Linked DNA regions of Mus musculus: region 2 is linked to region 1. A link is a contact called in public capture Hi-C data. All regions are on one chromosome and are shown on one strand. Each heading gives the region's core, a stretch centred on a gene start, on an enhancer-like site or on the middle of the called end of the contact. The rest is flanking DNA. Distances are from core to core; before and after follow the strand shown.

The links. Capture Hi-C pulls out chosen DNA fragments and counts their contacts.
Region 2: a contact with region 1 is called in a capture Hi-C map of embryonic stem cells, with 2.4 times the contacts expected there. The contact joins two enhancer-like sites. A contact is called at or near these places in 1 of 484 Hi-C or Micro-C datasets (nephron progenitors), 6 of 115 datasets of contacts at active chromatin or transcription factors (embryonic stem cells and pancreatic cancer cells) and 1 of 9 other capture datasets (embryonic stem cells).

What each region holds. Positions count from the first base shown.
Region 1 is chr6:140,191,611-140,195,835 of GRCm38.p6, forward strand. No RefSeq gene overlaps it. Among named protein-coding and RNA genes, the nearest start is that of Gm38917, 92 kb to the right of the region's middle. Within about 2 kb of position 1,986, at least 45 of the 459 cell types and tissues checked have an H3K27ac peak or open chromatin away from gene starts, as enhancers often do. A contact at or near this core is called in embryonic stem cells, where this site is marked.
Region 2 is chr6:140,459,602-140,463,983 of GRCm38.p6, forward strand. The region is part of intron 3 of Plekha5 (pleckstrin homology domain containing, family A member 5); the gene reads left to right. Among named protein-coding and RNA genes, the nearest start is that of Plekha5, 38 kb to the left of the region's middle. Within about 2 kb of position 2,715, at least 12 of the 459 cell types and tissues checked have an H3K27ac peak or open chromatin away from gene starts, as enhancers often do. A contact at or near this core is called in embryonic stem cells, where this site is marked.

The sequences.
Region 1 (4,225 bases), core at 736-3,235:
CATAAACAGGAATGAATCTGGTTTGTCTTTACAGTGGCTTTTAAGCCTAAGATGGAGACACCATAATTCCTCATAAGCAGCCCTGAAGGTTGCTTGCTTATGGCTGTCCCCGGCAAGAGTTGGCCATTACTCAGTGTTAATGCTGATGGAGAGATGTTTTCATAGAACCAGCTTTTCTAGAGCATTTGTTTGAACTGCCCCCCACTCCCCCCGTGTACACATGGAGTCTCAGAGACTCTGCAAAGGGTCTTATTGTCACATAAGCATATATGAAGGCCTGCCTGTCAAGTCACCCTCCTCCCATGTTATGAGAATTTGATGGAAATGACTCTATTTCTTTGCAGGAGTGGTTGTGCGGTCCTACACTGCCAACCAAGGCTATCCTTGAACTCATAGAAACTCCACTGCTTCAAACTTCCAAGTGGAAGAAATAAAGGCTTGCCTGGACCATGGTGCCCAGCTAAGTGACTCTATTTTAATTCTAATACATAAAGGTTTTTTTTATTTATTTAAGTTTATTTTGAGTCTGTGTATGAGTGGTCACCACTGTAAGATGTCAGAGTACAACTTGCAGAAACTGGTCCTCTCTGCTTACCCTGTGCATCTGGAAGATCCAACTCATGTCACCAGATTTCGGAGACAAGAACCTTTAACCATTGAGCCATCTCACTGCCTTAAGAGGGAAGTTAAATAAAATGATGTTATACAAAAATATCCCTGGAATCAGAAGGTCCAAATACCTTATGAATAAATTATGCCGTCCAGAGAACTTTAGGGTGGCTCATTTGTACAGACCGTGCCAAAGCTGGCTATAGGAGGATTATGAGAAATTAACCAAAGAAACATTTTTGATCAAAAGGAAAGAAAGTGAGGTTCATCAGAGAGTCTGGAGGTCTGGCAAAGCCAGGGCACTGGAGAATAGGAGGCGAGCAGAGGTCTAACTACATCTACAGCGTAAGACTGAGGGATCCATGTGGAAGAGGCCGGAGGAATATTTAAGAGCCAGAGAAGCAGAGAGTTTACCGTGAGACTGTGTCTCTGAAAAAAAGTCAGAGAAGCTACGCATATGCAATCTCACAGAAATGGCTGCCTACGTGTGACGTAAGCAAGGGCAACACCTACAGACGCGGTAACCGGGAAAGGAGAAAATTCATGAGACCTTGGCCCGACACAAAGAACTACAGGAAATTAAGAAATGCCACGGGTGGGAGACGCCGTCGTCCTCAGGGGTGAGCGCATCAACTGGGTACCCAACACCCAATGGCCAGCCCTGAAACCGACAGAGAGGCAACATTATGTAGACTGAGCAGGTTGTATTTATATATTTAGGAATACATATTTATGCAACAACAATTAAAGTAAATAGGTCATAAATTTGAGGTGAACAGGGAGGGTTTGTGGGCGGGGCTGGAAGAGGAAAGGGAAGTGGATAAATGATGCAATTACATTATGATCTCAAAAAACCATTCACAAATTATAATTTCAAAATGTACAAGACTAGAGTTGAGAGGTCCAGGGATGAAAGCTCCCTCTGGGGCCAGCACTACAGGAAGGCCCCCCTCCCAGCTGTCTAAGGACCAGTCAGCAGGGAGGACCAGCAAGATTTAAATGAGACTCAATGGGAAGCTAAGAGTAGTCTTTGCATTGTGGCAGCACTTGGGGATGTTTTTCAAATGCAGACTATCTGTCCACCCACCACCACCCCACCTCCCCTCCCCCTCCTGCCAAACATTTGTTCCTTAAGTCTCTAGATTCTGAGCCAGTCTCTGTGACTAACTACTCAAGGGCTGACACCCCGGAGAAAAATGTTGACTCTCAACCAGGCTTAGTCCCACACAGGGGGAGAAAGGGACCATAGTTAAATTTGCTTGAAGCCTGAACGGTCCTTCCAGGAGCTTCTCACAGATTCCAGGAAGCCGGAGCCAGCAACTGAGGTAATGCGGAGCTCTGAAGAGGCGGGTTTCCTTGCCAGTAGAGAGAGAAAGACCATAAGGCTCTCCAGGGGCAGCAGGCGCCAGTGTGCAGCCAGCAGGAACGAGAAGCAGCTGAGCTGCAGCAGCCAGGCAGTCAGGAAATCTGTCTGCCAGGGTCCTGTGTGTGTCCCCTTTGCTCCAGCTGTGGCCTCAGATACCATCTCAGTCTGACCTGGTTTGGACTCCCAAGTTCTGGCCTTTGGGTTTGCCTGTTTCCATGACAACCTATTTTCTGCTTCAGCCATACTCGATCACTGGCTGCGGCATCTGGAGTCATCTATGGTACCCCACCCTATGGCTCCCACTCATCACAGTCCCTGAGGTCCAGGCTGAGAATGGGCCACCCCACATCTGGTTTCCAGACTCCACTCCTTCGTGCCTACACACAGCCTTTGCTTCTGCCTAAGGGTGCAAACTGCTCCCTTCCTCAACAGGGTGAACCTTCTGATGTTACAGCTTTCTACAGGATGTGATGAAGAACCAGTCGCAATGCTCAGCCATTAGAAGCATAGCCTTTGAACTCAAATCTCAACTGCTCATCAATAAGGGAGTTACCTTATCTTTCCACACCCAAGTTCCAAATCAGTTATTGACCACAAACACTAAGTTATAAAGGTATAAAAAGCTCACACTGCATCATCGCAGGATTATCATATAGCCAAGTGTCTTTCCAGGGAAAGTAATTTGTATCCAAATACTCCCATTAACAAAGTATTCCATGTAAACTCTTAAAGTCTAACCTACCCTTAATGCCAAGAGGCCCAAGTCTTCTGGGAAATTTTCATGCTTTTCCTCTAATAAATTCACTGGGCTCCTGGCCCAGTCTGATTTCTGTTGTCACAAAGCATCTAACCAAGAACAAGTGTCTAAACCACGCCTTCTTGCAAGCTGCTGCATGTGGAGTCATCTGTGGTACCCCACACTATGGTTTTAACTTGTCAAGATCCCAAGACCTGGGCTCCAGCTGTCCCGCCCACACCTGGTTTCCAGTGTCTAGTCCCTCATGTCCACTTGCAAGTGCCTGCTTCTCCCTATGGGTGCAATCTGTCCCCTTCCTAAATAGCAGCTTCCAAATCATAGTCCATCATTGAGGGAAGTCAGGACAGAAACTGAACCAGAAATCATGGTGTGATGCTGCTTGCCTGCTCCCACACTGGCTCATGCTAGCTTTCCTATACAGCTAGGGCCAGCTGCTCAGGAAACTTAATGGCACAGCCTGCCCTCGTTCATCAATTAACAACCAAGACAATCCCCTACACATATGCCTATGGGCCAGTCTGCGATTCCCTTCTCAGGTGGCTTCAGGCTGCATCAAGTTGACTATTAAGCTAATGATGACAGCTCTCTGCAAACTCTGAACTGGCTGTCTCTCAGAGCAAAAGATGACAAACAGGCCTTCTGTATTTCCAAATATTTCAATTAATATAAAAAATTCTGCCTGAGAGTCTTTATTAGCTGTGCTCCTATAATCTAAAGGAAACTGGCATAATTTTCGTCTCATTTTTGTGCAAGGTATGTGGGATACCTGGTATATAGAGAGCATTGGATTGGTAATTACTGATTTTCCCCAAAAGGTAAGCAGAGAGTCACTCGAGAGCTGAAAGCATCAGAATAAAACCAGCACAAGTTCTTGCCTGATTTAGTTCAGCTCCCAATTTGAGCAGTATTTTTGATAGAGTCCGGTAGGCTCTGCTTCCCTCATAGGGCATGTGGGTATATCTCACACATCACTGCATGACAGAACCATGTCATAAGTGGCACACTGGGGTCTCTGGCAATCTGAGTGCCTCTGGGTCCTTGGCTAGTAGTGCTAAGCCACAGCAGACAGAGCAAGTTCAAAATGGATAGAAGTGAGATGTCAGTACTCGATGGGTTAAGTAGGGTTCTCTAGAGGAGCAAAGTCAATAGAATGGTGTGTAGACAAGGGGGCTTAGTGGATGGTTCACACAATAGGAGATGGGGAGGTATTCAATAATGGCTGTTGCATGCTGGGTGGCTGAGAACCTAGTAACTGTTTATTACTCAAAGCAGGAGGCTTCCACAGTTCCAGTACAGCTCCAAACGCCTGAATGTGTTGCCTGTAGTTATTAAAAATCAGCCCACAATATCGCTGGCTACTCACTGGCCGCAATGGTCTCCCCACCCCCATGGCTATCCCTAAGCGGTGGTCCGCCCAACTTCCTTTGCCCAACTTCCTTCGGTTCGCTTGCAGCAGTATTCCCAGTCATCCAACCCCTGTGGCTAGCTGCTGT
Region 2 (4,382 bases), core at 1,465-3,964, 270 kb after region 1:
TTTCCAGTGTTCTTAGATTCCAGATAGCAGCAAGGAGCTTAACCTATTCAGTAACTAATTAGCCCCATCATAAAACAATATAAACATCTGTCATTTACTCAGCTGTCTGTAGATAGAGACTAAAAGTCTCACTGAGATAGAAATCTTTTACTACAGGCTACATTCTATGTCAAGTATAGTTGATATACTACCCTGATAAGGGGAAACTCTCCAGACAAGATAAGTTTTACTAGACCTAAAAATTTAGAGCTCTGTGATAGCGCATTACTCTTAAGGCCTGTCAAGAGTTAACAACCCCCTGATGCTTTTAACCTTAAAGTGTGAATTTCTTGCCTGACATTAGGCTGATCCTAGGCAGGGCTTGTTATCCCTAATGTAAACATTTAATTAGTCCCTGTAAATTCCTTTCTGCTGTAACTGGTGAATTTCAGTGTATCTTGTCTTTTTGTGATTTGTATCCTCTGATAATTCGTTGTAATATAAGTCTGAAGCTCAACCAGAACAATACATTCAGATCCAACACCATTCTCCGTGTTCGACTGTCTGTCACTACATCTTATCTCTGCCCATCTACTCTAGAGACCCTTTCTTACGCAGGCACAAGGGACCAGAGGGCCTGTGGCACTTTTGTCTCTCTGAGAGTCTGTAGCCCAGGCTTACATGGAACTCACTATATAGCTATGGCTGCCCCTGAATTCATGGTAGTCCTTTGCCACCTACTGAGCCTATAGATGTGAGCTACCCATACTGAGACAGTTTCATAGTTCTTAATCGCACATCTTTCTGGGCTGCTATTGGTAGCTTATAGTTCTTGTATGTGGCTTTTGTGTAGCTTCTCCCCAACTCTTTTTTGGTAAGCTAACCAGCTCTGATTCTTAGCAGTGTGAGGTAAGGAGTGTTAGGCCCTCTGTACACAGTAACTCAGCTGGGATTGTTGGGATCGTTATATCCATAGTAATTACCACTAAGACACATCGCTAAGTGCGAGTCTGAGCTGCTCAGTGATGTCTGCCATCTCAGGAAGCAGCCTGCACTGAAGCATGACAGTCAGGTCTTTGATGCCCTCAAGACGGGCGAATGAATCACTTAGCTCTCCTTTTCATTCACTAATAACAGTAAGTGTGTAACTTGTGTGGCACCCTTACCTGAAATGCTTTTCTCGCCTTATACTGAACGTGGGCATACCTGTTTTCTGAGTAGTAAGGTGAGAAGAGGGAGATGAGGGGGAGGTGAAAATCGTTATGTGGTAGAGTCTTATGAGCTAACAGTTCAGAAAACTCTTAAGGACAGTGTAGCTTTCTCCATGGCTTCAGTTGAGTTGTAGGAAACTCAGGGTAGAAACTGAACATCCAGCTTCCTTTGGTGGTTTGTTCATCTTGCTTTAAGCATCTAGTGATGGTAGAAGGTATATTGAAGATACTCAGTAGATGACTTAAAGCCTTTTGTATTGTTACTTGTGAATGTTTGTGGAGCCAGGAAGCTGTAAGGGGAGCACTTCTGTGGCTGCTAATTGTGAGATTTATTGCTGGGCATCCATCCCCTCCGAGAACTTCATGGACAGAATGCTCCCTCTCCCTCTCCCACTGTGACTTTAGAAGTCACTCTTCACCCTGCCTCTCTGACACCATGGGACTCTTTTATCTTGATTGTTTTTCTCTGTCCACTTCAGTCCCAGAGAAAGTAGCTTAGCTGGCACACTAGTGACTTACTTAGGAAGATGATTGTCACAACCTAGATTGTAATAAAGTCTACATTTGGAGAACTCTTGCAGATAGTGGTCACCTGTTAACTTCCTATGTTTTTGGTGTTTGGCTAATAAGACAATTGCAAGCCTATAAAATGTAATGAAGTTTGTTTGTTTCAGCTGAGCAACCAAAACAGAAATAGTAGTTAAAACTGTTTTACCCCTATTTCCCACCTCCTCAGGGAAGCCCAGATACCTTGGCTTGGCTTCTGTAGAGGTCACGATGAAGAAAACAGCCTTATGAGAAGGGAACTGCCTGGTTGTGCCAGGACACATTTGGAACCGTGAAAGGCAGCCTGTTTTCTGGTCGAGCTAGGTTTAAACCCCGGAGACCCTGCAGATTAATCTGCAAGGGACAGAAGGCCCGTTTGCCATGCTCCCAGACATAGGCTCCTGACATGAGGCCCCAGCTCCATAATTCTGTGGCCATCAGTCACGTAGGATGTCTAGACTCCACAGTTACCTGGCAACAGCAAGGTAGCACAGCCCACTGTAAAAGGAGCTGCTTGCCCCTTCTCACTCTCTTGCTCTTACTCTGGCTCCCTTGCTCCCCCATCTCCGCCTTCCCTTTCCCCACTCTTCGCCTGGCCATGGCTGGCCTCTACTTCTCTACACTTCTCCCTCTCTATGCCTTTCTACAATAAATACCCTAAAACCATGGACTGCCTCTTCTCATCGGATCCCCCATGCTGGAGCAGTGGAGCAGGTTTCCCCCTAAAGAGCGGCGCATCTAACCTCCCGTTGGGCTCTACGCTCCAGCCACAGCCACCACTAACCCAAGCCTCCTGAGCTAGCTAGACTCTCTCCTACTCCTTTCCCTTTGGCACCCAGGCCAGAGTCCACCCGAGGGTCCCTACTTTGTTCTCAGCTCTTCCGCGACATACAGCGGTGCCTGGAATGTCCAAGAGTGAGAACCTGTTGTCCCTGGCTTCCCTGTAGCCCAGGCATCCCAGAACTGGCTCTTCCATGGTGCCCGATGGTCCGTGGTGCTTGAGAGACTGAGCCTGACTCAGGCAGTTCTGCGTGGACCCCTGACTGCCCCTTTTCCAACTCCCGGAGCAGGATCCCACGGCTTCCCACAGTTCAAGCCTGTCCAGCGGTTCCTTAGGGTTGCTCACAGTCAGACTTCCTGCCTTGCCCAGTGGCACTAGCCCCAAGGGATGCAGGACCCCATTTTTTTACCCCACAGAGACAAGGGATATAAGGAGAAGAGTGACAAGCACTTATGTTCCATGCAGGATGACCTGAGAGTCAGGGAAGGGTAGAGAGCATCAGTTTTTTTTGTTTGCCTTGGGAATATTTTAAATATTTAATACATAAATAAAGAGACAGCTTATACTGTAAGTTCTAATGGTACCCTATATGTAGCTGCTTATAAGTATACATTAATTGTGCCATGGAGGGCTGCAGAGTAGCTCAGTGGTAGAACATTGCCTGGTGGGCATGCCTGGGGCTCATTCCTCAGATCCCACCCACAGTCCTTTACAAGAATGTTGGTTGTAGCTTTCCAAAGTTTGTGTTTGTAGTTATATATTTATAGTATAAAAAAATGAAGAGAACAGAACTTACTGTGAACAATCACAGTAAAGTTAGTCTTGCTCAGGTCACTGAATGCAGCAGCTAAAAGAAAAGGGATGAATGAATCAAATGTCTATATATACGCGTGACTGTGTGTGTGTATACATTCATACATATGTATCTAGAAAGGAGTGCAAAGCCATGCACATACTCGACTTAATACACACACTTCGTAAGGTGCTGTGTATGGAGAAAGCTACAACATTGCTGCAGTGGGAGAAGTGGCTGTCCTGGGGATGCTGAGCCAAGGAGCCCGCCCGCTGGGAGGGTGGGCCTGGGCCCGTGAGAGAGCTCACACTCTCATGCGGCACTTGTGTGGGTTTGGTTTGGTTTGAGACAGGGTTTTTCTACACATCTTTGGCTGTCCTGAACCCCACTGTGTAGACCAAGCTGGCCTCAAACTTAGAGATCATCCTATCCCTGCCTCCTGAGTGCCGGGGTTAAAGGTGTGCGTTACTACTCCTAGCCCCTGCAAATATAATATATGCTATATATTATGTATGAATATACTTCATAATTATGTATGGTATATTATTATATATTAATATATTTCACAAAAACAAAAATGGGGCTGACTTGTGCTTCAGTGGTAGAGTACCCGCTTAGCATGTATGGGGCTCTGAGTTTGGTATTAAGCTATGGAAAAATAATTTTTAATTAAAATTATAAAAAAATACAACATTGACCTCGATTTAAAACTTTTAAAACTGTTGGAAGAAAATATATCAGATAATTTTTGTGATCTTAAAATATGTAAAGATTTCTTAGAAATGATGCCAAAATAGACCATGAAACTTTATAGGAGACTATGTGAGAGGAACAAGATGTGTTTGGAAAAGATGTGTATGGAAGTGGAAAGGAAGCTACTGAAAATGGACAGATGGAAGAACGAGGGCAGAGATGAACTGAAGGGATGAAATAAACAATTTGTAAAGTCCTATAATGAAAACTAAAGCTATGAAATTAATGGAAAAAGAAATGATACCCAAAGTATAGTGCAGACATAGGAAAAATAAGTTGAAATTGTCAAAATTAATGGTGTTTTACATTGTAAAAGAGA